3 separate regions of the Mus musculus genome follow, and all the other regions are linked to region 2. The links are chromatin contacts, called in public Hi-C maps. All regions are on one chromosome and are shown on one strand. The core of a region is the stretch at or near the end of the contact, and the rest is flanking DNA. Distances in the headings are between cores, read along the strand shown. Region 1 holds the start of Tafa5 (TAFA chemokine like family member 5). Region 2 overlaps A930027H12Rik (RIKEN cDNA A930027H12 gene). Region 3 overlaps 4930543I03Rik (a long non-coding RNA gene).

What was found. A called contact is a pair of places that touch in the nucleus more often than the background predicts.
Region 1: a Hi-C map of cerebellum shows a contact between it and region 2, with 3 times the contacts expected there. The contact joins the promoter of Tafa5 here to the enhancer-like site in region 2. A contact is called at or near these places in 3 of 39 promoter capture datasets (hippocampal neurons and liver), 6 of 484 Hi-C or Micro-C datasets (cerebellar granule neurons, cerebellum, cerebral cortex and 1 more) and 4 of 115 datasets of contacts at active chromatin or transcription factors (embryonic forebrain, forebrain, neural tube and 1 more).
Region 3: a contact with region 2 is called in a Hi-C map of cerebellum, with 1.6 times the contacts expected there. The contact joins two enhancer-like sites. A contact is called at or near these places in 4 of 484 Hi-C or Micro-C datasets (cerebellar granule neurons, cerebellum and embryonic stem cells).

What each region holds. Positions count from the first base shown.
Region 1 is chr15:87,542,332-87,546,404 of GRCm38.p6, reverse strand. It overlaps Tafa5 (TAFA chemokine like family member 5), which reads right to left and starts at 2,106. Exons shown (of 4, transcript NM_001252310.1): 1 at 1,802-2,106. The coding sequence starts at 1,913. Gm35471 (a long non-coding RNA gene) reads left to right here and starts at 2,432. Exons shown (of 3, transcript XR_384322.2): 1 at 2,432-2,943.
Region 2 is chr15:87,198,712-87,203,383 of GRCm38.p6, reverse strand. All of the region lies in intron 2 of A930027H12Rik (RIKEN cDNA A930027H12 gene), which reads right to left. Among named protein-coding and RNA genes, the nearest start is that of A930027H12Rik, 100 kb to the right of the region's middle. Within about 2 kb of position 2,858, at least 10 of the 459 cell types and tissues checked have an H3K27ac peak or open chromatin away from gene starts, as enhancers often do. A contact at or near this core is called in cerebellar granule neurons and cerebellum, where this site is marked.
Region 3 is chr15:86,762,892-86,767,571 of GRCm38.p6, reverse strand. It overlaps 4930543I03Rik (a long non-coding RNA gene), which reads right to left. Exons shown (of 5, transcript XR_875537.3): 4 at 3,624-3,871; 5 at 1,438-1,565. Among named protein-coding and RNA genes, the nearest start is that of Gm52184, 26 kb to the right of the region's middle. Within about 2 kb of position 3,376, at least 4 of the 459 cell types and tissues checked have an H3K27ac peak or open chromatin away from gene starts, as enhancers often do. A contact at or near this core is called in cerebellar granule neurons and cerebellum, where this site is marked.

The sequences.
Region 1 (4,073 bases), core at 857-3,356, 340 kb before region 2:
AAACAAGGGACAAAGGCTATACTAGCTGGGAGTGCATACAAGGCCCCAGCTTGGTGGCTCCCTGAAGAGGAGAGTGTTGAGGTCAAGGGCTGGGTTGTCACTCAGTCAGTAACAGTGGATGGCTGTCCCTTTTCAACATGCAGAGCTGCCTCTATGAGCCCAGTCTACAGCTCTGGGCTCTCGGGCTGACCCAAGGACAGTGTTACCAGAATCTGCCTAGGAAGAGCAGCCAGCTCCAGGTTTCCGCGCCCCGTGCCCCTCCCCCACTGCTGAATGTGCCACTCCTGGGACAACACCAGGAAGTGCATTTCATCCTGGTATCACCTGTCTATCTCTGGAGTTTACCCATCTTTAACCCGTCCTGTATCATTAAGGAATCTAGGCTCAATGGTACCTGGGAAGAAGCCCCTGAAAGAAGCCGGCAGGCTACAGAAGGCTAAGCAGTGAGTACTCTCCTGTGGCTCAGCCCACCAGCTTCCTTTCCCTATCCTAGGGCAGCCAGGTTAGAATACTGTCAGCAGCCAGTCTCTTGCTTGATGAACCTCAAGGCGCCACAGCAGCACAGGCATATGCAGACTGAGTAGTTCCTCTGGGCTCACTAGCATTTCCCTTAAGATGCCTCGACCATGTTGGGGGTTGAGCTATCCCCATTCAGAGTTGTCCCAGGACTCTGATGACATATTCGGCCTCGACTTGAGTCTCAAGACTGCTGCAATTTCATTTCAGAGCTAGGATTGGGAACTAGGAGGCCCCAGGCTCGAGCGATGGCCGGGGAAAGGAGGGAGGAGTGAGAGGAACCACTTGGTGATGGCCTTTTATTTTAAATTAGTAAAGAATCCATATTTTGTCATCACCTCCCTTGCCTGTGGCATTTTTTTCATGACAGGTGTTCACTGGCACTAGTTTTTCTTCCCGCAGAGACGGGAAGGAAGGCAGAAACTGTAACCAGGCAAGCGCCCATCTCTTATAGAGCCTATGCCCGGGACTCTAACCAGCCTCTACCCACCCCAACAGCTTCCGACAGTCAGCAGACACCAGCCAAGATGATGCCTACCCATACTACACCAGCCCCAAGACTGTACCCAGGACTCAGATTATCGGTACCCAGATAAGACCTACTGATAAGATCACCCATCGTCCGGGTCCCAGCCTAAGCCCAGCTCCAGAACCCCGTGCCAGGCTCCGACCAGCCCGCACCTCCCTCCGCAGCCCTTGCCAGACCCACTGGGTCGTCAGTTCATTCCTCCGAACCACCCTTGCAGCGGTAGCGGGCCCTCCCCTCCAGAGGCATCCGTTCCCTTACTTCTCCTTTTACAGAAAGCATCTGGCGAGCCCGCTTCCTAGCAAGGCAGAGGCTCCACCACGCGTCGGAGGAACCCAAGCCGCGGTCCTGCCCGAGGAGTCCCGCTCGGGCTCGGTTGCTGCGTCCCCATAAGTCCCCGGAGGGAGTGTCGCCGGCGGGAAGCTCCGCTCGGTCGCTAGCCTGGGCCGGAGCGGCGACCGCACGGCGGACACCGGGCACCGCCGCGCAGGGACGCGCTGTGCCTGCCTGGGCCTGATGCCGGCCCTGCTGGCTAGTCCGCGGAAGCTCGCCGGGGCTGCTGTGCCCGGCCGCGGAGTGTCTGGACCCCGGAGCCGCCTGCACCAAGCCCTCCCGGGCCAGCGGAACAGCGGCCAAGACCCGGGACCGCGCGCCACGCGCTCGCAACTCCGCACCGACGCGGGGCGCCCCGCCGGGGCTGGGGCTGGGGCCGCTTGGAGGACCCGAGGCCCTTATGGGGCCCGGGTGCACGGTACTCACTGCAGTAGGCGATGAGCAGGCTGGCCAGGATCATGAATGCCCAAAAAGTTGAGGACATGCTGGGCAGGGCGGTCGCATCTTGCCGGCTGCTGGTCCTGGGCGATGGCGCCATTGAAGCCGCGGTGCCCGCGCGGGGGGCAGCAGCGCTTCTCAGCAGCCGGCCCTGCCCGCGCCCCCGCGCCGGCCTCCACGTGCGGGCCCCGCGCGTGCCATCCTCCTCCTCGTCCTCCTCCTCCTCCTCTTCCTCGTCCTCCTCCTCCTCCTCCTTCTCCGCCGCCGCCGCCGCGCCCGGGCCCCGGCCCACTGCGCCCCGCGCCGCCCGCCCCGCGCCGCGCCCGCGCCGCCCGCGCCCGTGCTCGCCCGCCCGGGGACGCCAGCCCGCGGCTCTGGGCGTCGCTGCGCGCCCCGGCTCAGCGCGCCCCGTCACCAGTACGAGGGGCGCGCCTGGAGCGCGTGCCCGGCGTGGCGGGGCCTCGCACTGGCCCGGGACCGGCGAGGGAGGCGAGCAGAGGGGACGCCGCGCCCTAGCCGAGCCTCTGGATGGCGACAGAGACGGCCCAGCATCCTCGTAGCCTGGGCTCTGGGCGCGCAAGACCCTCAGGGCCAGCGGGAAGTTAGGTGACTTGGGACCCCCTTCCCCCCCCCCCCCCCCCACGCGAGAGTCTTCCACCAAAGGCCTGGGACGCTGGGGTCCCAGACCTTGTTTGGTATTGATCCGGAAAGTGAACCGAAAGTTTATTCAAAGCAAATAATGCTTTCAGCCTGTTTCCCATTTGTGCCCAGCACCAGGGCTCCTGAGTATGCCTTGTTGCTCTGAGCCCACCAGAGAGCATCTGAGCGCACCTGCACCCTGTCTCTAGAACTTGCCATCCTGTGGGCTCTGTGTGTCTACCCTAAGAAGACATTCCTTTGCATCTTCCTGATGCACTTCCTTGACTCCCGTGTACCACAGCCTCTGCCCCCAGGCCATGGCCTGTGGTTCCTCTCTCTCATCCATTTTCCAGAGTGTGTGCAGGATAAAGTCCCTGGTCTGGTTTTCTGAGGAGGGTAGCGAAGACTACAACTCTGATGTGCATTCCTGCCGTTGGACAACGGGTTTGCCCCTGTAAACCAGCGGAATCGGGTCACTTCCACTTTCCCTTGTAAGTTCCTTGCACTCCAGGAAGAAACTCTAAAAGCTGGTGTTTTCCCCAGGTGGCCCTGTAGGTCCATGGCCATGAAGGTCGATTCCATTCCCTTCCTGTGCACCAGTGAACATGCTAACAGCAGGCCCAGTTAGGCTTCTCATTGGTGTTTGTTCTGCATGGGAAGGGGTGGTACCCCCACACAAGATCTCATTAGAAATGGAGGCTTTTCCCCACAAGCTACTTGGTGCATACCAGCATAAGCCTTTCCCCTTGCACCCTGGTCCAGTGTGGCATTTAAACAGACCAGGACATAGAGAACGTTGCTGAGGGGCTGAAGGAGGGCAAGTACCCAGGTTGTATACATACGCAGACACATACGCACTCCACATGCGCACCATGTTCATGCACACACGCACACCACATAGCTGAACTCCATACACACTCCACTTGGATACATGCATGCCACAAGCTTGTTTCTACACAAGCTACATGTATATCATGTGGCTATAGGCACACACTCCCCTACATAGGTACATGCACAAGGCACTGACATTCACATGCATGCTACATGGTCACACATACCTCCACATACATGCACACATATACACACATGTATGCTATATAGAGCACACATGTGCATGCACACATGCAAAAATATACATGTGCATACATGTACAGCATGTGACCACACATGCATGTGCACACACATGCATAGACATACATACATGTCGCATGGCCACAGCCACATGAATGAATATGCACATGCATATTTGCCATGCACACGTGCACACATGCATAGAATGCACAAGTACTTGCTCTCAGAAGCACATATACATCCAAAACAGTGCTAGTGAAATGGAGTCAGGCTTCTCACTGCCTAGCCCCTGGTAATGGTCTCTCTGTAATATGAACATGCCTACCAAGGGGGTTTCCCACTAATTTCTGACTTCCATTTCCTGTTTAACTAAGATCCAGGTTTTCTGGGTACCATCTTCTCCAGGATAGCTTCCCCAGTCTCACTTTCCTGTAGGGAGGACAGTCTGCAGAAACCAGACATCCTGACATTGTCAGGAGGGCAGGGTGGTAGCACATTTTGTCTCGAATATTCCAGATAGACATATCTCTCTCCCCCCTAACCTAAGGAG
Region 2 (4,672 bases), core at 1,609-4,108:
GTACACTTCCAGAGATCTTCCTTTAACTTTCTAAATTCAAACATAACCCAAAGCCCCACTTCTAGACATGATGTTGGGGGTATATCCTAAGACCTTGTGCATGCCACCGTTGAGCTAATTTATAGCCAGCCATACCAATTTTTTATTCTGCATCAGCATCTCTAGAACGCCTCTAGGCTGGCCATGTATGCTCTGTAGCCAGAACAGGCCTTCAGCTATCTTCCAGAATAGCTGGAATCAAAGGTCTGTGCCACCAGGACCAATTCAGATTCCTGCACGCTTGCTTGCTTTCTCTATTAGACACACACACACACACACACACACACACACACACACACGAGAGAGAGAGAGAGAGAGAGAGAGAGAGAGAGAGAGAGAGAGACAGAGAGACAGAGAGAGAAAGACAGAGACAGAGACAGAGACAGAGACAGAATGCCTGAGTCTGGCATGGGCTTTAGAAACCTCAAAGTTTGCCCCCAGTAACACACTTCCTCCAGTAAAGCCACACCCAGCAAAGCCACACCCACCTCCTAATCCTTCTAACCTGGTAACCAAGCATTTAAATCTATGAGCCCATGGGGCCATTCTTATTCAAACCACCACACTGATACACAGGGAATTATTACTAACAAAATGAAGAGGGAGGGAAGGTAGGTTGAAAAAGGAGCAGTGATCATTGGCAAAACCAAACCAAACCAAAACACACATGACTCTGACCCGCAGGTCCCTATACCTCACACAGAACACACGAGTAATACTCTTTGCAAGTCTACTCCAACCATTACAAAAAGCAAGTCATTTCATGGCAGATTGCCATGTTCAAACGCCCAGTGCTTTGTCCTCTGAGAGCAGAACCCAGTCCTCTATCTACAGGGCCTTGGTCAACATCGGCCCTGTTCCCTTACCCTGCTGCCCCTTGCCAGACCACACACCAACATTTCCAGGCATGGCCTTCAATCTCTTACTTTCTCTTGTGCCTACCTCTAGTTACCTTTCTCTCTGCCACGAGCCCCTTGCCATTTTATGTTGCTCCTTTTGATAATACGGAGGTCTGTGTCCTGTTGGCCTTTTTCTATGTCTGTGTTATAAGGGTAGTGGGGTCTGTCTTTTCCACTCCCCACTGTGACCACCACTCTGTACTCTGCCAGGTAAGCATTTTCACACACTCCTGAGGTAGGTGGTGAGTTAGCCTGGGAGCTGACATTTCCTCTACTCACTGATGAGGTCAGCTGTGTCCCAATGGTCTCTGAAGATGTCCTCTGCCACTGGCCAATGACCACAGCATTTGGCCCTGGGAGTGCTCAGTGCCTGAATTCCATTCAGTGGTATGAAAACAGGCACAGGAACTCAGCTGCTCACATGTAACTTTATGTGGAGACACGAAGAACTGAATCTCGCATCGCAGTTATGTGTCAGGAAACAGCAGCTTTAAAAAACACAATGAAACACAATGCCTCCCCCCCGCCCCCCACCAAGGGACAAAGACAGGGATCATCTAATACAGACCCTGCAAGATCCACTGAAGAATGGAAAGATATGAACGTTTGTACGCTCCGACTGGCTAAGTAGCTATTGGAGCTCTTCCTTGAACTGGGAGAGAGGGGATCAGAAAAATGAAGATGTATAGCCTCCACCCAGATGCCCTGCACATCTGTATTACCGTGTGCAGGCTTCAGGACAGGGCATTTGGTTAACCCTATGGCCCTGCTCTGCCAAGGGGAAGGACCCTTGGGAATGTCCCAGCACAGACACTGATGAAGAGTGCCCCATGGGGGAAGGGGGCAGGACAAGCACAGAGCAAGTCAGCGTGGCTGGCCCAGGGCTGCAGGGAGGGCACATCTTCAGCAGACAAATTCACGGGGGCGTGGAGTCTTCCCATGCAAGCTTCAGAGGAAGCCTTGTGAAGTGCCCTCTCTGTCACCACAGGCAGATGGGTGGAAGCTTCTGCTGGCAGATAGAACAGAACAGCCTAAATGACAGCGAGGGGCTCATTGACTCATGGATCTATATCAAGGTGGAGGGAGGTCTTGTGTGGAGTGCACCTGTCCTCGCCCTGTCCCTGTCCAGTGATTCTATCAATGGCTTGGATAAAGACCTAACAGGGCCGCTTGTCAAATTTGCAGATCAAAGCTCAGGGGGTGGCTAATGTGGTGGAAGAAATACTCTGGGTAAGGCAAGCCTCCTGACAAGCCAGAACAATGAGCTGCCCGAGCCTAGACAGGATTCAGCTGGGTTGAAAGCAAGGGCCTCCTCCATCACTCGCTGCCTATAGAAACCAGCATATCTCAAAAAATACCAGTCACCCGGTCTCTAAGAGCTCTGCCGCCTCTTGTTCCAGCCTGGGGACATTTTACAGGGTGACCCCATCATCCCTAGGAGGCTAGTCTGATAACAGGGACTGGCCTTGGAAAGGGGACTGGGCTTCCAACGTCTGAAGGATCACAGCCCCAGCCAACATCACGCATCTTTCCGTGGATGCTGATTGTGGAGGAATCAGACGGCAGAACAAGCGAGCATGTGTGCATGCTGATGCTGGGGAGGGGAAGCCAAGGGAGGAGGAGGCAGGCTGCTGGCCAGTTGAGAGTTGTTCTCCCATTGGACAGCTGTCCCGAGAAGAGTTTCTTCCTTCGCTTGGTCAGTCAGCTTGAGCGTTCCAGGTGAATGTGACAGGAAACTAGCTTTTGGCTAAATTTAAGCACCGTTTTTTGTTTGTTTTTTTGTTTTTGTTTTTTGTTTGTCTTTTCATTTTTCTTTTTTTCAGACAAGAGCCGCTGAATGAGACCCGCACTGTCTCCTGGGCCGTACATTCTGATGCTGGCAGAAGTGGGCATGGCCCGAGAGCCATCTGTCCAGGACCCCAAGGGATTCCTTAGTGGCAGATGGAGCCACAGCAAGCTGCTATCTAAGTCGAAGCTCTACAGATGGGAAGGCTGAGGCCTGAGGGGACAGGAAGTGCCTGAGAATAGCTAACGGAGCAGCCAAACCTGGCGGGATCCCAGGGTCTGACTCTTTGAGATTAACGGTTTTTTTGGTCCACTCTCCTAGAGGCACCGATGAGGCATGCACAAGAGACACAAAAAGACGAGTGTGCATATGCTGAGCCTGGGAAAGAGAATGGGTGAGACACAGCTACTCCCTGTGAACTGGGATTCAAGCAAGCACAGTAAGATCAACTGGTGTTGAGGGATCCCGTTCTCTGCAGAGATATAAACGAATCAATGCCCCTCTCCCGGGGCATCAACGGTAAATGAAGTACAGTTCTACCAAAGTCCAGCTTTAGGGGGTGACTTTATGGGGCTTATTTACAGAGCCTGCGTGGGCAGTTATTTAGAGTGACTCAGGACTCCACAGCAACCCCACCACTATCGCGTAGGTGAGGATTTTTCTCACAGCTGCATGGGGTGGGGTTCACCTTCAGTTAATCCTCCACACTCCATATAAGTACTCCTGAGCTCACACCAGGCCCTGTGCAATTAGGTCAAAACCAAATACAGCTAGCTGGGAGGTTCAGGAGAAAGCAGCTGGAATCTGAGATCGGGTCAGATGGCCCTGTTCACCGCCTCCTTCTGTGAGGGGACGCCAGCAGGCAACAGAGCAGATCTTGAGGTTCTCTTACAAGTGGTCACAGCTGCTCTGATGAGGGTGAAGGCTGTCTCCCTGGGTCCGGAGTATCCCTTGGGATGAACAAAGCTCGGGTACCTGGCTACCATGTCATTCGGAAGTGCAAGGTACATGGGAAATAGGTCAGTGCCTTTCTCGTGGGAATGTCTTCCATAAGACTGCACAGAGAGCAGAACTGGGTTCATGACAACCCAGCCTGAGATTGTCAGAAGCTCAGAACACCCAGAGTTCTTTTGCTAAACTCCACACTTTGATGTGTGATTCCTTCAGTTTATAAAACCGAGGGCAGGATGGCCGTTCCTCGGGAATCAACCTGTGACGACGTTCACATGTGGCATGCCACACGAGCAGTGACAGATTGCTGTGTCTGAAATCCTTCACATCCAAAACAAATCAAGTGGAGACTAAATACTTCTGAACTGAATTTTCAAGGAAAATAAACAGCCAGGGCCATGCTGAAGAGCCTTCAAGGTCAGATTGGCTGATTAGGTCCTGGTGTTTCTGAAGGGTTGGAATGGTGCAAATCCAGAGACAAATCACCGTGGATCTCAGCCCCCTTGACAGTCAGCTGTTGACCGCCTCAGGGTCTGACCTAACAACCTTGTAGCTTTCACTTGAAACCTGTGGGGCACATCAATAGCTTTCACCAACTTGTGAGCTATAGGTGCTCTGGGGCAGCATCATATAGGTGTGTTCAACCTCCCACAACAAAAGCTCCTCCTTGAAAAAGTGCATAATTTAGTTTTGAAAGAAAAAAATTAAGATTATGTTTTGAGTACCTTTGTGATGTCATGTTGGGCTACATGTGGGCTATCTTGGGCTACGTGTGTCACTGTGGGACTGAAGTTGGACAGGCCCCACAGGAAAGATTTTCTTCTTCTCTGTCAACTCCTGCTTGGTGTTTCCACGGACATGTTTGTCAAGAGCCTTGATCTGTGGGCTGTCTTTTTTTCTTCTGTCACTTTAAAGCCTTCATGAGACAGTTTCTGCACCAGAGCTCTCCTGAACACTGCATCTGTGCTCCCAGGGCCCAGCCACTCACTCATAGATT
Region 3 (4,680 bases), core at 2,127-4,626, 440 kb after region 2:
GTGGGCACACAGATGCAAAGATGGACTGATAGATTAACAGATTAATGAATGCTTGACTGGGTGGGTGGGTGAGTGGGTGGATGGATAGTTGGATGGATGGATCAATAGGTGAGTAGGTAGATAAATGGATGGGTAACTGTATGAATTGATGATAGATGATTTTATTTGTAGATAGATGGGTAGATAGATAAATGGATGGGTGGGTGGGTGGATGGATAGCTATATAGGTAAGCAGATGGATGGATGGATGGATGGATGAATGGATGGATAGATGGACAGATCAATGGTGGGTAAATGGATGGGTAGATACAGAGACTGGTGTGTAGATAGATGTATATTTAGATAGATAGCAGGTGTACACATGAATAAATGAATAGTTGAGTAGGTGGGTGTATATATGGATAGATGATAGATTAATTTATTGGTAAGTGAATGGGTGGATAGACAGATGGATGGCAGATAAATAAATGCATATATTAATAGGTTCCTTACAACAGAAAACCAACTAGTGATTGGGGTAAGAAGGATGTTAATGGAATTCAAAATTTACTGCTTATTAACCACTGCAATAGTAATTGATTTAAACAAGAGTCAGTAACAGGTGGTTAAAATAATCGGTGAAAGAAGAGTAACAGAACATTTACAAAAGCCCACTTTCTCTCTCCATGAGATCCCACTCCTACCAAGCCGTCGGCTTTAGTTCACAGTGTGCCACATCGATACCATATGACCCTGAGGCACCTTCCCAAGAGGAATTCAGCCTCAGTGTTCTGCAGGAATTGCTTAACCTGAGTTCAATGCTGAGGAAACACCAGATAAATGGAAATGGAGGAGCATTCTCTAAGATTACCACCCCAAACCATAGTGTTTTGAAGGCAGAAGTAGGCTTAGCATCCGTGTCAGATCAGAAGACAGGTACATACTTTCAAGGAGGTTTCTTCTTGATGAGACACTGTAGTAGATTCTGAATAATGTCTCCATGAGGGTGACACTATCACTCTGATCATAACTTGCCAAATTAAACAGGTGCTTGTGGTTTTGAGAAAATACACACAAAAGTAGTTGAAGGCTGAGGGGCAGCCACATGCAACATACTCTCAATTACTTCTGAGGTGGTTTGAGGAAGAATGGTCCCCAGAGGCTCATGGATTTCAATGTTTGGTTCCCAGGTGGTGGAACTGTTTAGAAAGGATTGGGAGGTGTGGCCTTGTTGGAAGAGGTATGTTACTAGGCCTGGGACTGACTCTCTCTCTCTCTCTCTCTCTCTCTCTCTGTCTCTCTCTCTCTCTCCTAATTCTATAAGCAAGGCCCCAATTAACCCAATTAACTAAGACAATCTCAGAAAAGCATACAAAGTCCAAAGAATGGTGTACGTTCACTTCAGGAAAGAATTCACCCAAATAAAAATAAACATTGAACAATTCATGTTGTAAATTGTTTTTGTTTTTTAATTAAGAGATGTCCTAGCAACGTAAGGGAGAAACCTGGCTGCTCATGACTCGACAAAGCAATAGAATTTCCTTTCAGGACAGATGCTGACGTGCTGAGGGGGAGATGCCACCAGCCTGTATTGGGGAGCAAGGGTTAAATTAGTTATTTGAGAATTCTGTACAGTGTGTTTTGATCATATCCATCCCTACCTTCAAGTCCTCCAGATCTAGGTTCTCTTACATACCCACTCAATTCTGTGTCCTTTTTAAAAAAAAACCTAATCAAGTGCAGTTCATGCTGCTAAAATACTCCAGGGTATGTGGCTATCCACTGATGTTCAGCTAAATGGGATCTCTATATCACACAAGTCTATATTTGGTCTCCAGGATTCTCTCTGAAAAGGCCAGTTATGGAAACTGTGGGCAGAGCAGGACAAGAGGCTCTAAACCACCTCCTACCTGCCCACATGCTTGGAGTGTTCTAGAACACGAAGCTTACAAAAGTGAGGGAAAATGATATGAGCTAATATGAAGTGATGTGTGATGTATGTGCAGTGGAAAGGAGAACATGTGCTAAGTGATCCTTTCCTGTGACAGATAAAAGATGAATAGAGGATGAATGGATAGATGATAGATAGATAGATAGATAGATAGATAGATAGATAGATAGATAGATAGATAGATGATAGATAAATATACTTGTGCATATCTGTATAGACTGATAGATGATATAGATAGCTAATAGATACGTATTCATGTGCATACACACACAGTAGACGATTACAGTGGTTTGAATGAGACAGGTCCTCCATTAGCTCAAGCATTTAACACCTGGTTCTCAGTTGGTGCTACTGTTGGATAGGTTGCTGCAGGATGCATGTCATGTGAGGTGGGATTTGAAAGCTCATAGCTTTGCCCCACTTGCAGTTTGCTGTTTTCCATGCTTGTGCCTGAGGATATGGTATCACAGCTTTCTGTTCCTGTTGCCATGCCTTCCTGCCATGGTGGACTTTAATCTGAAACCGTGAGCCAAAATAAACCCTCTCTTCTTTAAATTGCCTTTGCTCGTGGTATTTCAACACAGCAACAGAAAAGGGACTAATATAATAATAGATAGAAGATAGATGATGACAATGACAATGACGATGATGATGGCGATGGATAGATGACAGATAGATAGACAGATCGTTAATTGATAGATTGATAGACAGACAGATGATAGATTATAGATAGATAATAGATGATAGATTTAGAAATATAATGATAGATTAGATAGTTGAATGGATAGATAGATCATAGATAGAAAGATAGATAGATAGACAGATAGATAGACAGATAGATAGACAGATAGATAACACAGATATACATATATGCACATATATAGACAGATGATAGGTTGATAGATGGCAGGTGATTGGTAGCTGACTGGTCAATAGATAGATGAAAGACGATAGATTGATAGATAGTAGAGAGGCAGATAAGAAAGGAGGGAAGAGGGGGAGGATGATGATTACTGAATGTTAGACAGCAGACATGGTGTACTGTGACCTGTATGCTTGCATTCCAAAGTAGATAATAGAGGAGACATGTATTATACCCAGCATGCCTTGGATTCCACAGGAGAAGCCACACAGGTGAAGGGTGGGTGCTGTGGGTGCATAAAACGTCTAGAAAGGAGCCATCTTGCCACTCTTCTGGGGTCTGGAGGTGGGGCAGGTGGCTTCTCTTAGAATTTTTGGCACTGTTGTAATTTTTCCATGGCAGGCAGTAATTTTACAATATAAGACTAATATGCTTTTCAAAATAATGATGAGACTTTAAAACCTGGAAGAACATAAATTCTCCACAACAGGAGACTGATCCAATCAATTGAGGTACGAGAAAGCAGCTGAGCCAACTCGGACTCAGCTGTGGAGACTGACACAGGTGACCGGAGCCAAGTGGCAGAAGGAAGTCAGGGTGAGGAGTCAGCTGCCAGGTTACTGTGTCACAGGCCCCAAGTCTTACATAGCCAGGGCCTGCACCTGCAATCTGACTGTTTCCAGGTGAGGCACTTATAAATGACACCTATGTTTTTAAGGTTTGTTTTACCTTTAGTTTCCAAATTGTGCTCAGCGAATACAATCAAATTCTAATTTTTTTTAAAGGCTCAACATAATCTGGTACCATGTCTTTTCCTCAAACAGGAATTACCTTCAAATCTCCAGCCCCTAGCACCATGGCTCGGTGAACACTCGCCAATCTGAATGAGCTGGTTTGTCCAAATTAGTGAGTTTTGGACATGCCCATCTGATGGACATATGGCCTGCTCCTAATGAACCAAGCCATCTGCCTCTTCAGCACCAGCCACGCCATCCATCCAGCCCTCCAGGGCCAACTGTTTGCAGGAGAGCTGCTTGCTGCCTCAGAGACAAATACTGCAGAGACAAAGGGCCCGGGAGCTGGCATAAAGCAAGAAGGAGACACAGGCAGAGTGAGTAGGAGGAAAGTATCACATCAGGGACCCAACAAGCAGGCTCCACCTGGGGAGTGGGGAGCACAGCTGCGTGGATGTGCGCTGTTGCTCTACCAACCACAGTTCACCTGCGATGGAGCAGGAACATGACAAGCAGCTTGCAGAATCGATGTTAATGAGACATGTAAGCAGTATTTCGAGTGTATTAGCTTCCTAGGGCTACCCCACAAATCACCACATGCTCAGCGACTGAAAACAACAGAAAGCTGTTTTCTCTTCATACTACAAGCCAGACGTCTGAAAACCAGACGTCCCTGGGTTTAACCTCTCGGACAGCCCCAGGAGAGGCTCCTGCCCACCTCTTACAGCTCCTGAAGGCTCCAGACACTGTAGGGCTCCAGCTAGGTGATGGTTAATAGTGACAGTATCTGCAATCCCTGAAGACAAACCTCTGAGTATGACTGTGAGAAAATTTCTTGATTCAGTAAAGAGAGGGTGGAAGACTCGCCCTCAATCTGGGCGGCACCATCCCCTAGGCTGCAGTTTAGACTGAAGAGAAGAAAGACAGCTGACCACCGACGCTCATCATTGCCTCCTGACTATGGGTACAATGTGACCAGCTGCCACACACTCTTGCCACCATAACGTCCCAACCATGGTGGACTGCACCATCAAACTATGAGCCAGGACTAATCCTTCCTCCCTTAACTTGCTTTTGTCAGGTATTTGCTGCAACCGCAAGTAAAGGAACTAACACATCTTCATGTGGTTTCTGTCATCTATAAGGACTCTCTT